2 separate regions of the Mus musculus genome follow, and region 1 is linked to region 2. Evidence: chromatin contacts called from public Hi-C data. All regions are on one chromosome and are shown on one strand. The core of a region is the stretch at or near the end of the contact, and the rest is flanking DNA. Distances in the headings are between cores, read along the strand shown. Region 1 has its middle 110 kb from the start of Pde7b. Region 2 overlaps Mtfr2 (mitochondrial fission regulator 2).

What was found. A called contact is a pair of places that touch in the nucleus more often than the background predicts.
Region 1: a contact with region 2 is called in a Hi-C map of cortical neurons, with 2.2 times the contacts expected there. The contact joins two enhancer-like sites. A contact is called at or near these places in 2 of 484 Hi-C or Micro-C datasets (cortical neurons and nephron progenitors) and 1 of 9 other capture datasets (embryonic stem cells).

Annotation. Positions count from the first base shown.
Region 1 is chr10:20,656,976-20,659,675 of GRCm38.p6, forward strand. It overlaps a transcript of Pde7b not described here. Among named protein-coding and RNA genes, the nearest start is that of Pde7b, 110 kb to the left of the region's middle. Within about 2 kb of position 1,261, at least 49 of the 459 cell types and tissues checked have an H3K27ac peak or open chromatin away from gene starts, as enhancers often do. A contact at or near this core is called in cortical neurons, where this site is marked.
Region 2 is chr10:20,360,867-20,363,566 of GRCm38.p6, forward strand. It overlaps Mtfr2 (mitochondrial fission regulator 2), which reads left to right. Exons shown (of 7, transcript NM_027930.3): 7 at 1-803. Among named protein-coding and RNA genes, the nearest start is that of Mtfr2, 14 kb to the left of the region's middle. Within about 2 kb of position 1,430, at least 12 of the 459 cell types and tissues checked have an H3K27ac peak or open chromatin away from gene starts, as enhancers often do. A contact at or near this core is called in cortical neurons, where this site is marked.

The sequences.
Region 1 (2,700 bases), core at 11-2,510, 300 kb after region 2:
TTGTAATTACTCTAATCAATTTTCTATACCATATATTCATGATCCACTTCCCCCCTAGTTATGGGGGTACCTTCCTAATCACATATTAAAATCACATATTATTTCATACATAGTAAAGTTACCAAATATTTATTTAATATACTTTCAAATTACCCATAACGTGACCTTTATACAAAGATCTCCAGACAACTCATTGTTAATTTTTATTCTTTAATTTGATTTTTATAAATTACTACACATCAATATGGCTTCTTGGTGTGGGGCACACATGTTCTTGGGACCCCCTGGACTAACTGTAGAATTAGACTCGTGGTAGACTTTCTAACATGAGAAATATTCTATTTTATGTAGCACAGAGAGGGGTACAAAGCAGATACATACACAATGTTTGCTATTAAATTTTTTTCTTCTTGTGAATAAAAGAGGATTGATATTTCTTGAATGTTGTAAAGCAGGGATGTTTCCAGAAGGTGGCTAACCCCCCCCCAACCCCCTTTATTAAAAGCATCTGTGCCTGGCTAGTGGCAAACAGCCAAAAATCCTCAAGTGGTTGGCTCTGGGAAATCACAGGGAGATAGAACACAGCCGAATCCTAAGATGGAACAAACTGTAAAATCATGCCGTGTCGTAATTTGATGACCAACAGGGAAGGGTTTTTTTCTGCCTCATCAAATTTTATAAAGTAAAGTATTTATGATTTTCCTGTGAGTTTACCAGATAAGAAGAAAAACATAGAGCCGTGGTCTGATGTAGGCCCGACATAGGTGCACACATACCTGAATGCAGGGCTGGGAAGGGAAAGAGAGACAGAGGCAGAGAGCTCCCATATACTCCTCCTCCAGGTGGCAATCATCTATCAGTGCTCGTGGGTGACAAGGGCGTTAAAAGTCTCACATGGAGTCAACCTGGCTGCTTTTCAGAAGCGTTTCTGTCCTTACACATGAATCGGAGGATGATTCGTCTGCTTGGGAATTCGCAGGACGCCAAACCAAATTAGGAAGCCAGGCAGCTGTGACCTGGCTTTGTAAGGGCCAAGGAAGCTGCAGTTTCAATTCTGAACCTTGCATCTCAAATCATCCTCTGTCCCTCTGTCCCTCTGTCCCTCTGTCCCTCTGTCCCTCTGTCCCTCGGGATACATGCGCCCCTCAGGGACTTCAGTAAAGGAACAAGCTCTTGCATTACCCCAAGCCTTCTATGAGACACTAGACTTGTGAGAGAAGCAGGCAGTCTGAGAGGACAAGGCGACTGGAGTCAGAGTGAGTGTGAGTCAGGAAGGACGGCTTGCAAGAGTTACCTTACAAAGAAAGGAGGAGCCGCCGAGGAAGAGAAACCACCCTGGGTCTGAGTTCTGAGATCACTTCAGGTGTGTGGCACTCTGTCTCACTCAGCAAATAAAATTCACAATTTAAAAAGTCGTGGGGTTCGTTGTTGTTGTTGTTTTTGCAGGAAGATATACAAGTTGGGAAGAGACTAAAGGAGCAGGCTGTTGGGATCTGGCACTGTTCCTCTGAATTGTGATACACTCACAAGTTACCCCACCCACCAGTGTAACTTTTTATTTTGAAACCTGGTTTAGCTTTCTTTGAAGAATTTGAATGGTATTGTGAGATAATTTTTATTTATTTATATTCATCACCAAATTGGTTTTGTTTCTTAAAACAAAACAAAACAAACCAAAACAAAAAACTGTTTTATAAACAACTTCGTAGTGATCCCTGAAGTGCTAAATACATGCACACGGGCGCGGACAGACACAGACAGACATACATACACACACACACACACACACACATACACACACACACACACACACATGGGAGAGGGAATGAAGGGGGGCGGGAAGCATCTTAGGTTGCCCAGATGGTGGGATGCATTTGGCTATGAACATTCTAATTTGAGGAAACATACCGTGGAGACAGCTTGATAAGCAGGGGGATTTTTCGTGCATTTATTTCTATAAGAACTCTAGCATTTCTATTTCTAGTTTGGTGACAAGCAATGTTCTCTTGGTTTTTTATTTAGGGTAAAGCTTGCATAACTATCTGCTGGATTCTTTCCTTACTATCGTTTCACTGGGAGTGGCTGTTGCCTTGGAGATGATAGCTACAGCCTCCTCAATGCGTTATTGATCCAAGGAAAGGGATTTAAGTCAAACTAACCTATGTTATCTCTAATATGGGATTATTTGCACAGGAGCATTGAAATGGGAGACTATTTCCCAAATAACTTATTTCCCAAAGAACCCCATTTGTTGCCCAGCATCCTGCTCACAGGGGAGCAGAACTAACCCAGAACGTGGCTCTCCACACACAGCGACTTTCATCTTCTTCCTCAGCACCTGCCACTCAGCTCGGCTCTCTCAGCCTCACACCATTCTATCCTTCAAATGAGGCCTGCGCATCAATAAGGAGCTTCCCTGGTGCTTCCCAGGGGCAATAGAATTCACCAGTGGTAACTGCAGCACTGCACTGTTTACCAGAACATAAAGTTCGGTTGAAATCCCACAGTGACGTCATCTCCCAGCACTTGCTGATGGAGCTGGAGCGGGTTCCAAGATGTGTTCAGCTGGGTTGGATGCTCCATGCCAGAAATGGTCAACCAACTCACACTTCAAAGACCTCTCTTTACTAGGTTGTGTTTAGCTCTTAAAAGAAGTGGAAAGTTACCCAAATCACAGACTTGGGCTAAATTGGTATTTAA
Region 2 (2,700 bases), core at 180-2,679:
AATGGAATACATGGTTCAGTGAGCTGCCTAAAATTATGGCTTCCTACTGAGGCTCCTTTCAGTCTTGTGAGTTGCTGTGATACGGTTTGTTTGGCCTTCAGCAGCTTGTGGATTTTTAGTGAGCAGAAGATGATATTGTTTTTTATTAAGTTAGTCATAGTTGTGAAAACACAGGAACACCTGAGAAACTGAAGGGAAAAAAAAGATAGTCACAATTTTAGTCATGTAGGGTTGAACTTTCTACTGCAAGTAGAAGTAGACCCTTGATAAGTTCCATCCACACTGGCTTTGCACACACAGATGGCTGGTTTGTTCCCTTTGTTCTCTATTATGTTTGTATCCCATATGTATGTGTGTGTGTGTGTGTGTGTGTGTGTATATATATATATATATATATATATATATAATGTAGATTTTATAATAAATGGATCTTTTGAATTTGGTTGAGTATTTAACATTTCAAATTATATTCTTACTGTTTTATGAAATCTGGTTATTTTGTGAGAAGTGGTTATATTTCTGTTAGAATTTCTTGGGGGGTGGTACAAGTGAACCCTAGTTTATTTGCAGTAGGCTGTCTCCTCATTGGTGCTAATGTGATACATTTGCATGCTTCCCTGCTTGGCTTCGCCTGTGTTGCAGCAGGGAGCAGGGGGGCGGGGCCGTGTCCGTGGGGTCAGCACCCACCCATTCCCCCAGGTGCTCTCCTATCAGAGGACCCTAACTTGTCTGTCACTCATCAACAGTTTATTGTAAAGAACTTAGAAATAAAACCCGTTGTGTATCAGGGCCTCCATTTTGAACGCACTTTTGGCCAATCTCAGTACTTTCCATGCATTGACTCGTTCAGTCCCAACACCAATAGCGTGGGTGTAGGCTTTTGGTAGCCTCACTCAGCAGATGGGAAACTGGGCAGAGGGAGTTACTAGTCCGGCCACTCTCCCAAGGTCCTCAAAGCCTACGTGGTGAGATAGGTTGTGAAGCCAGGCAGATGGATTTTCCAATCCGTGTTCTAACCATAGGAAACACTGTAAACACAAAATTTTAACCTATTTAAACTGTGCATCATTACTGAAGGCATTCCAGACAGTTGACAGATAAAGTATGTAAGAAAGCAGTGTATTAACAAATTGAAAGTCAAAACACCTTAGGGCTGTAATTCTCTATATTTACCAGTAGAGGGAAGTCCAGTACCAACCGAGCACGCTGAGCTTGCTAACAGCTGTTAACCACAGCCAAGTGACAACTTAGTAGATGTCATTGGTAAAACAAGGCTAGATTGAGAAGTGTGCAAGCATCTTCTGTAAAGGGCAGTCACAAATTATAAATTGGCATATCCTTGACATTTTTAATCATGCATCAGTCAGCTAATTCAACTTTCCCCCAGCAAATAGACACATAGCTTTAATTACACTAGTGTATAGGTAGTGTACGGTTGTCAAGAATTGTATGGGCTCTGGAAGATCATGCTCAAGTTGTCAGACTCAGTGGCAAGTGCTTCTACCCACTGAGCCATCTTGCTGGCCCACAAATAGATGTTTGTGAAAAGTCAATAATTAAAGCAAGCCATGCCAGTATTTAATTGTTAACATTCAAGATTGCAGTAGGATTATCCCCACTGTAAAGCTACAGTATGGCTGTTTTGCTAGGGAGTGGCACAGGAACCACTGTGAGCAACACGGGTGGGTTTCATCCTGTGGCACCTGCCTGGTTAACCTCCCTAAGGACCCTTCTGTTTAGCTCTGCTTTAAGCAGCTGGTAGCTATGGGGCTGTGCCAAGCCTCCTGTTGCTAGCTTTCTCTGGAAGCCCATACCTTGCTTTCAGCTTACATAATCCTGTTTGAAGTCAGAGGATGACTAATCTTAACAGCTGATTAACACTTAATTTAAACAGTGAATATTCAATTTGTATTAGCACAATCCTGTGCGCTCTAACAAACTTTCATTTGTTAAATCCTCCCCACAACTCCCTCAAAGGGACCATCACACTCCCTTCTCAGAGGCGGGAAGGGGTCAGTACTAGACCCAGGATGATACCATTATAGTGCTGAGCCGAGACTCAAACCCCAGGCAGTCTGCCTCCAGTCTGAGCTACTCACAAGCTCCCCCACCCTACAGCATCAGCCATTCCCTGTGGCTTTAGTTCTTCTGTCATGTTAAGGGCAGCATGCAACTTCTGCTCCACCAGAGGACACACTGGTGGTATTTTTATTTTTATGAGGATCCCTACTCCTGCTTCAAGACATTTTCCTTAAAAGCCCATTGGTATATGTGACCATTGCCTGCTCTCTGTCTGGGACCCTGAGCTTCTCTCTACTGCTGCATCTGTTGTAATAGTTGCTTCCTGGGCTGGCTCTCCCCAGTCTCACCAGGTTCTGCTAAGGATAGGAACTGGGTCTTATTCATTTACTTCTGTCTACGCCCAACAGTCACTAGGTATATACTCCATTTAGCACAGCTTTTCAAGAGTTATCCCCATTCTGTAGATGAAGACAGTGGAGTGTATGTCACATAAGCAGCTCACCTAAGGTCATTTTCTTCCAAGTAGTACAGTTGTGATTAAACCCAGAGTGCCTGATTGATAATCGGTGCATGCCACTCTTAGACTATGAGACCTCTTTTGACACATGGCTTCCCATTTGTCAAAACAGACTTGATGTGAATTTAAAACTCAGGGCTGGGCCCAAGGTGGGTGTGGTT